Linked DNA regions of Zea mays: all the other regions are linked to region 1. Evidence: chromatin contacts called from public Hi-C data. All regions are on one chromosome and are shown on one strand. The core of a region is the stretch at or near the end of the contact, and the rest is flanking DNA. Distances in the headings are between cores, read along the strand shown. Region 1 holds the start of LOC100280372. Region 2 holds the start of LOC100284969 (sucrose responsive element binding protein). Region 3 holds the start of LOC100281120.

Evidence for each region. Hi-C and Micro-C count contacts between places; a contact is called where the count stands out from the background.
Region 2: a Hi-C map of endosperm shows a contact between it and region 1, with 2.4 times the contacts expected there. The contact joins the promoter of LOC100284969 here to the promoter of LOC100280372 in region 1. A contact is called at or near these places in 8 of 25 Hi-C or Micro-C datasets (bundle sheath, ear, endosperm and 2 more).
Region 3: a Hi-C map of ear shows a contact between it and region 1, with 4 times the contacts expected there. The contact joins the promoter of LOC100281120 here to the promoter of LOC100280372 in region 1. A contact is called at or near these places in 4 of 25 Hi-C or Micro-C datasets (ear, leaf, root tip and 1 more).

The regions. Positions count from the first base shown.
Region 1 is chr7:52,207,226-52,211,325 of Zm-B73-REFERENCE-NAM-5.0, forward strand. LOC100280372 reads left to right here and starts at 2,411. Exons shown (of 10, transcript NM_001361065.1): 1 at 2,411-2,701; 2 at 3,589-3,656. The coding sequence starts at 2,615.
Region 2 is chr7:52,718,859-52,722,958 of Zm-B73-REFERENCE-NAM-5.0, forward strand. It overlaps LOC100284969 (sucrose responsive element binding protein), which reads left to right and starts at 1,670. Exons shown (of 1, transcript NM_001157864.2): 1 at 1,670-4,100. The coding sequence starts at 1,819. The coding sequence ends at 2,856. LOC103632369 reads right to left here and starts at 273. Exons shown (of 4, transcript XM_035960916.1): 1 at 1-273.
Region 3 is chr7:51,720,765-51,724,864 of Zm-B73-REFERENCE-NAM-5.0, forward strand. LOC100281120 reads right to left here and starts at 2,424. Exons shown (of 10, transcript NM_001154039.2): 1 at 2,157-2,424; 2 at 1,162-1,335; 3 at 899-1,027; 4 at 1-73. The coding sequence starts at 2,381.

The DNA of each region.
Region 1 (4,100 bases), core at 1,161-3,660:
CATATATTTTACATATAGGTCAATCATCACCCCCAAATGAGAGATGATGCACGTGCCATTTATGCCCTCTCACGATGAGTTTACAAAAAAAAAAATCAGTGTCGCAACACATGCAAGCAATAATTTAGAAGTACAAATAGAGCCCTTTTCACTGCCTCCTATGACGAGTAAGTGGCCAAAAATAAATACCTTAGTCTGTGCTTCTGCTATTTGGAAAAGCAATTTATTTTAGAAGTCGGTAAAAAATAGCTTCTATTTATTATCTTTTTTTAGTTTATTCTATGAATCAACTGAACTGATAGTTGTTGTAGAAGAATAATATTTAGTATAACTTCTACTTAAGCCGTGTCAAACAAGTATGCACGGTGATAGATGCTGAATATTACTTCGCTTGTTCTATGATAGAAGTCGCTTTAGCCTTTGCTTTTTTGTCTATATTCAAGTAGAAGATGATGAATCTAAACACATATAAAATACATATATTAAGTATGGTATGAATTTATTAATTTTCTAAAATGAATTTTAATTTGGGACCGAGAGTATTTAACAGTGGTGGGATTATATATACAAATCAACTGAACTGATAAGTTGTTATAGAAGAATAATATTTGGTATAACCTCTAGTTAAGCCGTGTCAAACAAGTTGTAGGCACGGCGATAGATGCCGAATATTAATGTCTTATTAAGACAGTAAGGGGTAGACTGTCATTCCCTGTTCTGCCTTTCCGATAGGCTGCCATTCCCTGTTCTGTCTTTCCGATTCCCTCCTCCCCGCACAGTCCATTCTCACCATTCTCTGTTCTGCCTTTCCGATTCCCCCCCTCCCCACAAATCACATTCTCATTCCCACGTACATCCCACGCCTAAGTAAAATTAAATTAAAAAAACACAAATGACCCCAAGGGGATTCGAACCCGCAACCCCTCAAGAAAATGTGCTCGTAGTAACCACTTCATCACACGTGTATTTATGTACATCTATTATAGTAAAAACATATACTACATCTCTCCCGAAGCCCATCTGCTACCCTAGCACAATGTGTAGTAGTAGATAAGTATCACCGAGATTATTAAATTATATTTTTAGATTGAGGGGATAGTATTCAAAGAAGAGCCTTGCATGCAATTTCTTTTGTTTGAATAATATTTTCAACTTAAATTCCTTTTTTTTTGCATGTGTGACATTTATTTTCTGTAATATTTTTCCATGGATCTGACTTATGAGTCATTTTCATAAACCAATGCCAAAGATGAATCCATGTTTCTTACTTAGAAACCCCAAACAAACAACACTAGCACGAGGCGCTCGCGTTGGCATCGCTCATCGACGACGAGAAGAAGCTTGGCGACTGCCAGTTCGACCTCTGGAAGCATACCTACGTGACCGCATGCGTCGCTGTGTATGACAAGCTCCGGCGCAGCCGCTGCTTGGACATGGTCCAGAGCGGCTGCACCGTGCTATCCATCGTCAAACAGGGGGACCTCATGGTCGTTGCCAATGCCGACGACTCTCGGGTTGTTCTAGGCACTGCAACCGATGACGACGCTGTCACGCCGTCCAGCTCATCATCCACCTGAAGCCCAACCTGCCACGTAAGTCGCTACTGACCGACCATGAATTCTTGTGCGCTGGGATGACGGCCATTGCTGCTATTGTGTGAGTGTCCTCGAACAAGATGTATATAGAGGAGTAGCACATCCTGTTGCGCAACGACCAGATGTACTACCTCACGGATGAGCCCGGGGTGCACTTCATTTGGCAGCCCAACCAAGAGTCATCCATACTTACCATGTCGCGCGCGTTCGACGACTACTATATCAAGGATTATGGCATCATCTCGGCGCCGGAGGTGACGCAGAGGAGGACCGACAACAATGACCACTCGCCATCGTCGGGGTAGCTTTTGTGTCGGTCTGCCTTTAATTCTCTTCGCAAACACACACTTGCCTTTTTTGTTTAAGCAAGCGTGTATGGTGGTGCGTGCCTGATGACTAACGATGTACAACAGAACTTCTACCGGCAGGTGTGGCACGTGCTCTCCAATGATGAGACCATGCAAATCGTGACATATATCGAAATCTGCATGACACTGATGGTTGCAATGTAGTAGTGAAATAGCTAAATTAAAATAACAAATTTTATGTATGGCTAAGATCACAAATGGATTATGAAATATTTTTTATAACAATATAAGACACATTTTGTATATAAATTATCATGATATTATATGTTCCCGTTGCAACATACGAGTACTCACCTAGTTTAAATAAAAGATAATAAATTTAGACATATATAAAATATATATATTAACTATGGTATGAATCTATTAATTTTCTAAAATAAATTTTAATTTGGGACCGAGAGTTATATATACATGGGCCGGACAACATGGCCCAAAACCAGGCACGAAGCAGATAGTTGAAGTGGGCCACTCCCACAGCCACCTCCTTCTCTCCGGTAGCAGTAACGCAGAAGAGGCAAACGGGCAGCGAGCTAGATCTCGCGTCCCCGCTGCGACTGTGAAGCCACCGTCGTCAGATCGGACAAGGCGCCGGAGCCTCAGCAATCCCTGAGCAGACTAGAGGAGTAGCTAAGGCAAAGGGAGGTGGCAAAGATGCTGCCGACGACCGCGTCCAAGGGGCGCGGGGCCTCCCGCTCCGCCCCGCCGCTCTTCGGTCCCTACCTCCGCCGCATCGTCAAGGTCTGTAAACCTCGTCCGTGCCTCGCTTTTGCTGAATAACGGATCCACTCACGTCTCTCTGGCATCCTCTCATCTGCTCGTGCCGCCTGTCAATCTGGCGTCGCGTTCCCAGCGCCCGCTCTGGGAGGAATGTGACGGTGAACCTTAGGGTTTTGGTTCCTGACTGAATGCGGGCTCGTGTAGCCGAGGATCCATTAAGTGTATAGTTCAAGGATTTGGTTTGGGGTTGTTAGGCTCTAGGCCTCCAGCAGTGTAATGCCTGTCCCTTATTAGCCTGGCTTGAGCTTATGCGTTCTTTTGCATCAATGAGCTAAACCTGCGGCTGTATAGTGTTTGTTAATATCGCCTTGCAGTCTCTTATTGAGTCTCCTTGGTGCATCATTCGAGTCAGTGGACCCTATTGGTTTAGAGATCACCAATGCTTGCAGCGCTTCTTGATTGGATTCAATACTTCAAAGTGCTAAATTCCAGTCATCGGTCTCGGATGTTATGTGATTGTGTAGCCAATGTGACAACTCGGAGCATTTTGATCCATTTTCAACAGTTTGTGTTGCCAAACCAGTCATTTGTTTAGCCCAATATTCCAACTATTGTTATACTTGGATCTTTGGTGGTATGAAAGCACCTTGGATGAACTCTGAATGATAGTCAATGCGGTAAAAAGAGTTCTTACAACTTTCTGTGCTTGTGATCTCCATATAAAAAGGGGAGAAAACAAATATTTCCCGGATGAGAAAAGGAAAATCCTTTTCAACCTAGTTTTTGTACAACTATTCTGGTATTGTTGCTGAATATATCAAAGCTCACAGTAATGTTTAAGCTCCACACCTTTTATGTGTGACATATGATCATCTGGAAAGTAATCTAATTTTATTCCTCATTGGCAGTGGCAACAAATGGATATTGAATACACATTTTGGCAAATGGTTCATCTCTGTACTTCACCAAAAGTAGTGTACGCATCCTGCACTCAGTCCAGTTATTAATTACTTGTATTTTCTCTTTGATCATACTTAAGCGTTCTGTACATACTGTTGGTAGCGCTGTTTTCAAGTCGTCTGATTAATCACGATTAATCGTCCAAGTCGGTTTGGACCAATCACGATTAATCGCCTAAGTCGTCCGACTAATCGCAATTAATCCTTCTTGGATGGAGAACTTCTCATTGTTCTCAATGCTAATATTTTGCAAACATATCTTGCTAATTCCAGTTCAATGATGTTTTGATTATGAAATTTCATCTTTTGAGCATAACTGGTACTTAAATGACTTTCTTGACTAAAATTCTGGCAAACTTTATTTGAAATTTAAACCTAGATGTTCAAATAACAGCACCTCCAAGCCCTATTTGACCAATAACAACAACAACAAGGCCTTTTAGTCCCAAGCAAGATGGGGT
Region 2 (4,100 bases), core at 420-2,919, 510 kb after region 1:
AGCAGGCCAGCAACACATCTGCAGAACTTTCTCGGGCACAGCTCTTCCTTCACACGAGATGGTAGTGCGGGCAGCATGGGAGTCAGAGGGTGGAAGCTCGTGGGCGTCGGACTCTTGAAGAACAGCCACGGGAGAAGCTAGCAGCAAATCTGACGAGCGGTTGTGCTGGGCTGCTGGCGGGATGGAGAAAATCTACAGAGCTGCAGCCTGCCCGTGAAGAAAACTAGAACAACAGAGAAGCCAGTGAAAAAATCTGAACGGCGGCGGCTGGCTAGCAGGTGACGGCTGTAGATGTTTTAGGGTTCCAAATTTATATATGAGTAGTATTTTGGGCTTTTATTCACAGCCAAAATACATACGAACTGGATTGGGCCGGCTGAATTTAAAACAGCCGAAAAATTTGAGCGGTAAGAGAAATAATCGGGCCCTAGCGAGAAATGCGATTTTCGATTTTCTCGAAATTTCTCGCCGAGAAAGTTTTCCCTGGTTCGGATACATTTTTATTTTAGTAAAATGCCATGTTTTATTTTAAATAAAAGTTAGTAAAAGAAAAGTTGGTATGATACTGAAGTGGCTGTAGGACGATGTAAAGGCTCTAAACTAGAGCACTACGATAGATCAGAGCTAACGATAGTTGATAGTATGGCCGGTAGTGTGGTTGATATCTGACGTGGTGGTCGATAAGAATTGGTTGCACTGGAACCAGACTAATGTCTTATATTCGAGTACATATATTAGATGATGGAGGGAGTGTAATTTGTCTATCATAAATATAATAATAATATCTAAATTTGTCATGATGTGGGTTTCAGTGCTACGTATCTATATCGACCGTCACATACTATTACCAACTATCATTAGCCCATACTAGCGCTAAGTGCACGACCTTTATTAATAAAATCATATAATTTATAAAAACAATTAAAAGATAACTTAATTCATGATAATAATATCTAAGTGCAATCTAAGTTATGCTTCATTAAATCATTTTAGAGCTGAGTAGTATGGATTACAGTCTCACGTTGCATACTGACATGCAGAGGCTGGAATAAGTTATTTCCTTTTCAAAAAAAATAGTGCTGCAGTCACTATGTGCGTGTTTGATTCAACTTAAAGGCAAATTCTGGCCGCCAGCTGTTACGGAACTTCAAATGTCTAGTTTTTTAATTTGCTTCTAAAAAAATCCCTTTAGTAAAAATCGTCGTGATAAAAAGAATTTGTCACTTCTCAATTTGAACGCTATAGACTCGTTGTCTCCCTCCGTACGATGCTTAAAATTTTCCTTCAGCCATACTCAGATTTTTTCCATAGCTACATCTTAGCAAAACTCATTAGAAAAAAGCTTAACCGAACAATGCTACTCCCTCCGATTGAAATTAGCAGGCGTTTTAGCTCTATAATTTTATGTCTATATTTATATAGATGATAATAAATTTAGATATATATAGAACATATATATTAACTATTGTATAACTCTACTATTAAAAAGGTAAAGCGAATTTTATTTTGAAACTAAGAAAATATCAAGGTATGAGCCTGACATCGTACAATATTGGATCAGACCGTGCTTAGATCAAACTAAAAAATTATGCTTGGGACCGAGCGGTCATGCCAATACATCTATAGATTGCTCCATCCCTTTATATATTCCCCTCCCCTGCCTCTCCGCAACCTTCACTTGCCAGTTCCCACTCCTAACTCTCTCTTCGTTTACTCTTCTTCCCACCCCCAGCGTTCGCTTCCATCCAAGCTCATATCATCATAGATCGACGGACTAGGCCACGCGCCCCAATACTCAGAACTAGTCTTGAGTAAAGCATGGCGTCGTCTTCTCCGTCCTGCCGTGGCAGCGGCGGCAAGTCGGACGTGGACCGGATCAAGGGCCCCTGGAGCCCCGAGGAGGACGAGGCCCTGCAGCGCCTGGTGGCCCGCCACGGCGCCCGCAACTGGTCCCTCATCAGCCGGTCCATCCCGGGCCGCTCCGGCAAGTCGTGCCGCCTCCGGTGGTGCAACCAGCTGTCGCCGCAGGTGGAGCACCGGCCCTTCACGGCCGAGGAGGACGACACCATCCTCCGCGCGCACGCCAGGTTCGGCAACAAGTGGGCCACCATCGCGCGCCTCCTCTCCGGCCGCACCGACAACGCCATCAAGAACCACTGGAACTCCACGCTAAAGCGCAAGTACTACGCCGCCAGCGACGCTGTTGTTGCTGACGCTGACGACGAGCGCCCGCTGAAGCGCACAAGCAGCGACGGCCACCCAGGGCTCTGCTTCAGCCCCGGAAGCCCATCCGGGTCCGACCTCAGCGACTCTAGCAACCACAGCCTTCCCTCCGTCATGCCGTCAGCCGCTTCTGCTGCCGCCGTCACCTCCCACCAGCAGCAGCAGCACGTGTACCGCCCCGTGCCGCGCGCGGGCGGCGTGGTCATGCTACCGGTGGCGCCTCTTGCGCCGCCGCCGCCGCCACAGCCTCCGGCGACCTCCTTATCACTGTCCCTCTCCCTGCCCGGGCTGGACGGCCAGAAGCCCGAAGCATCCCAAGCGGTTCTGACGCCGGCACCGGCACCGCCTCAACCTCCTCTTCAGATACAGCAGCAGCAGCCTGCTCCACCTCAGATGCCGCCACCACAAGCCCAACCGAGCTTGCCGTTCCAGCTGCAGGCGGCCGCGACGAACCTCACGTCGCAGCAGCCGGCAGCAGCGCCGTTCAGCTCGGAGTTCCTGTTGTTGATGCAGGAGATGATCCGGATCGAGGTACGGAACTACATGTCCGGGTCGGGGCTCGATCCGCGCACCGACGGCGCCGCCGTGCACGCCGTGAGCAAGCGTATGATGGGTATGGCCAAGATCGAGTAGTTTCAGCGCGCATGCACACAGCGGCAGCAGCAGGCGTGGAAGATACAAAAGAAAACGAACCGCCGATCGATCCGCGGCGGCCAGCGCGTGTATGAAGTAGTAATGAACCAGCAAGAACGGCGTGGCCTTGAACCATACGGAGGCCGTGTGGTGCGGCAAGTGAACAGCTCCAACCATCGGCTTTTTAGCTCATGACAATATCATACCCTTTGTTAATCTAGCCGTTTCTCTATCTTTTATTCTTCTTCCCCTTCTTTTTTTTTGAATTTTTGGGTCTCCAAGCAAGCAAGCAGAGACGAAGACGAAGAGAACTTTGTCTGTTGTCTGCCTGCCTGCCACTTTGGAGGTAAGATGCTACCTGAATAAACTGCAGAGCAAAGGATCCTTCTTTCCTTGATGCTGGTGGTAACCAGTAATCAGTAACAGACATCCTAGAAATTGTCGTATTGTTCTTGTACAGAGACGAGAAAAAGGAGTGAAACAGAGGAGGAATCAGTGATAAGAGACAGAGGCTTCAAGTTTGGTAGATGGAGATTTTTGTTAGATGGGAAAGTTTGTTAGATGGTAGAGACGTACAGGATACACTAGAATGGTCTACCAGGAGCTGAGCTCATCTCCTAGTTTGTTAGATGGAGATTTTTTGTTTTGTGCTCGTCCTGTAGTGGACCAGTCCTGAGCTACACTCCCTGTTTAGGATTCTCTTGACTGCCCGTACCGTACGTAGGCAGTGGATGGATGGGCAAAGGCAAGGGAAGGACGAAGAGGAATTATATATGGCCAGGATGGCTGCCAGCCAGCCAGCTAGCTGGCCACTGGCAGAAGCTGCTGCAGACTTGAGTGAGCGAGGGCCGCCGGAGTGGAGGATGAGCGAGTGACAGCTAACTGCCTGCCTGTCTGTCCAGCACTCCCGGGCGTCCCCGGCGCCGGCGTGTCCTCTCCAACGGTGACTAGTTCAACTGCCCCCCCGCTTCTGTTCTACAGACAGACAGTCAGACAGGCACGGCTTCTTTCATCAGCCTTCGTCGGTGGACGATGACGATCCCATCTCCCATGGACGCCTTTGGAACGGCACACTGTAGGAGGCAAAGGCATCACCTAACACGGAACGCAACGGCCAATGGATGGACATGGACGTTGGTGGACTCTCCTCGACAAAAAGAAAAAAAAAGGCTCAAGCCAAGATGGAGCAGGACGGATGATCCTCCCTCAGATTGCAGTTCGGAGTAGGTGAACTACGTACGTTC
Region 3 (4,100 bases), core at 1,174-3,673, 490 kb before region 1:
AGAAAAACACAATTTCACTAACTTCAGAAGTTGACTGGCTCAACTCTTGAACAGCTACATCAGTCGAGGGAGCCTACATTCAACAGAAAAACAGGTAAGAATAAAAGATGATCAGATACAATCAAGAGTGTTTAAATGGATCGTTTCAACAAAAAGCAAAATAGCAATTCTTTCCTATATTCAAACTTTGGAAGGTAGATTAACTAGGAAAAGTATGCCATCTTACTCATCTGAAAGCAGTAATCCATTAACGCGCGAATTAGAAGGCAGATTTTATTCTGCAATGACAATTTTATTTTCAGCACTAAGGTTTCATAGCATTTTTCCCATTTATATTCTTCGTCATTCCAGGCTTACTTTTCAATTTGATAACTCTAGGGAAAAGGTAACTTTCTTGAGCTTAGTTTCAAAAAGGAAAGGTGCTGGCAACATTATTTATTCTGAATCATTTAACTATTTAAGGACCCATCAGACCGTGAAACCAGCACTGCTCATGTATTGCAGCTAAGCATCTTATTCCAACTCTCTTCACGATAAGGTTGTGAAAGTTATACTAGACTGATAGACCTCTTTAACTGTCACAGCTGAAAAAAAAATCAGAGCTATTATAGATCTTAATTACTAAATAAGCTATTTTCATGCAGCTTCCATAAAATGGAAATAACTTCTTGAATAATTTCTAATCTGCAGCAATCTAAGTGGCAAAATGAATTTTGATACCAACTAAGATCACGGACGTAATATAATTTTCTTTAGATATGTGCCTCGACTCTCAACAATAATAATCAACAATAAAATACAACTAAGATACTCAAGCAAGCTTTTAAATGTATGGTTCACAGATTAAATTTTGAAAATAGTCGCTGAAGTCTTGAGTTGATTTCAGAAAATAGCTTACCCCAATGCCTCTGATAACCCATAGGCAGACAGCCATCAATAACGCAACTCCACTTTTGTTAAATGCTAGTGATTCCTCAAAAACGATACCTGCATAGCCAATAGCAAAAACCAACACCATTGCAATGTCCTGCAGAAGGAAGTATTTGAATGATGCTTGCTATAATGATCCTTGTTGTGTGCATAACAAACAGAAAGAGCCAGACTACATAGTTAAAATGATAAATAAGGGAACTTTTGGACAGATGCAACAAACCAGCTGACCTGATTAGCAGCAACCCAGGAATGGTTTATTGCGGCTGCTCCAGTCAAGGCTGTGCCAATGATAGTTAAAGCTTTTAGAAGGTCATTTTTTGGTTTGTAGTTAGCTTCAAAGTATTGTGAGCTAACTTCATCAGCCGAGCATAGAGGGTCACAATTCCCAGCTGTGTCCAATAACTGAAATTTTTGTGAAAGGAAAAAAGCATCAGCAACTGCATAGATAGGAATCAGCAGCAATGGTGTATGACAATAAAATATATTTTAAGGGCCTGTTTGGTTGCCTGCTCTAGACTTTGCAATGTAGATTGTTCATGTTTGGTTGCCCACAAAGGCATTTATGCAGTCTTCTACAATGCTGAAAAGAGACCTAATGTAGCATTAGCATTAGCTTTTGAGAGTCAAAGCATCTCAAGTTTAACCAAAATTATAGAGAATTATAAAGATTTATGACATCAAATAGGTATACTATAAAAAATAATTAATGAAGAATCTAATGATGTTTATTTGGTATCATAAATTTTATTATTTGATTATATAAATTTGGGACTTATAGTTTTAGAACAGAGGCAGTACATCAAATTTAGTCCTTCTAGGGAAATGCAGATTTGCACGAACCCGTGAACAGAAAAAATGAAATGGTCTCACGTATATATAGCCTCTACTACAAATACGTGACCTTACTAAAACGTAGAGGTGACTACATGCAACAAAATAAAAACAATCAAATATAAATTTACCGAACGCAGCTTTTGCCTATGCAGAACAGCAAATACTAAGACACGACATACATTAATACAGGCTTGGATTATGTTGCATATAAGGTATGAAATACAGACGAAGGGTGCAAGTTAACAGTAACAACCTTATCAACGAATGGGAACAAACAAATTAGATGCCGACCCCACAGTCGTGCTTGTGGTAATGAAACACCGCACGAGTTTTCTCACGCATTAGCTTGTAGAAGAAAGGAAGTCACGAAGAATAAGAAGTGCAGGTACCTCGTAGTCGTCGGGCTCCTCGGGAGTTGCCGGCGGCGGAGATGAGGAAGAGGTGGAGGAGGCGCAGCACACGCGGAGGCCGTGGCGACATCGCTGAGAGAGCGAAAGCGGAACCACGGACAAGGTCAGCAGACGGTGGTCCCGCCGGCGGATGGCAGCGGAGGATGAGAAGGAAGGGGAGGCTGCCGCCCGGGCGCCGGCGAGCAAGTAACAGGAGAGCGCCATTGCTGCTTACAGTAGAAATTGGGGGCCGCTTTCACTCGAATAGGAATAGTCGAATGGATGAGGACCGTAATGCTTGTAGTCATTCTGCTGCTACAGATTAGTCGTACTACGGTTTCTTTCTACAACAAAAAAAAACAATATAAACTACAGTGGTTATACTTATAGGCAAGATTTCTCTTCCTAAATTTAACCTAAACTCGTGATTTATATTGTTATTATGGTGTCCGTACCTTACAAAGACAGCTTAAAATTGACACAAAACAGTAATGCAATATAATTATAAGATGATGTGTTTATGATTTTGTATCTGCCAAACAATAATTACAACATGTCGATGCCATAATAAACATAACATATGCAGGGAGGAAGACAAAGGCTCTGTGTATGAGGAGAGGTGTTTATCTCGATGTCGTTCTTCTACATGTCGTTCTTCTACACGAAAAAACCTTATCATCACCCTAGATAGTGAACTAGGAGTCCGACTTGGGCGGGCAGTTCTCGAGGTCACTGACGTGGCTAAGACACCCACATGAAAGCATAACATAAAACAAAGAGTATAACAATATGAATAGTAAAGTATAATATTAACCTTGTCTATTTTGACATAATCAACATATATCTTGTTAGGATGTATTCAGCAACGTCCTCTAAATTTCGTCCCCTAAAAGAATATTTTGTTATTTACAGCTTACTCTAAAAGATTTTATCCTCTATATCTTAACTATCTCCAGCAATGTTCTCTAAATTACATCCTTATATTTTTCCACCATATTAATAGAATTCGTCTGATAGTCTCGTTGCTCCTCTCTTTTCTCTTGCCTCGTATTAGATGTAGTCTTGTTTTTTTGACATCACAGTGTAGCATCTAGTTTACAGAGCGCATAGGTACATTTGGAGGACATGCGAGAGCTCCGATACTTTGGTGTAAACTTTGGCGCACACTTTACAGATTGTTGTTGGACGTGATACAAACCTTGACGAACGCTAAATTTATGATAACGGACTATTTACAGTCTTTGTTGGAGACAGACTTAGACTTTAACCTGAGTGAACAAATGTACGAGGTAAATCTCAACCTTGAAAGTTTAGTGTTGGGATAGAAATATGTAGGCCCAAACACTCGGGAGTAGAAAGACGGATGACATGACAAAACAGTAAGCAGGGAGCGCAAATGTCTTATCAAGCGTGTTCCATCTAGCTAAGGACGTGTGTATTTATAGGCGCAACCGGGGATTGGTGGACATAAGTACATTTTACCCCCGGCCACCAACTATATTCCCAACATGCATTGTACAAGGGGGTAATTACAGGACTACAAGTACAACTATCCCAATTTCACCAAAATCGGCACCCTCCTTAGTCGCTGGCAAGTGAGCCTAGATTAATTGAGTGACTGTCCACAGTGGCTAAGTCCTAGACATCGTCTTGAAGCCTTCACATTTGCACGGTCTTCACCTAGGGGAGCGACCGTGTGGCCCTCGCCTAGCGATGGGCGTTCTTGTGGCTTTTGCCTTTCGTTAGCCTTGGCGGGTTAGCTCCTTATCGATCGAAGGGCCCCTACTGTGGTTCTTGAAAGGGAATTAGGCTTACACCTAGTTCCTAAATAATTTTGGTGGTTGAATTGCCCAACACAAATAATTGGACTAACTAGTTTGCCCAAGTGTGTAGATTATACAGGTGTAAAAGGTTCACCCTCAGCCAATAAAAAGACCAAGTTTT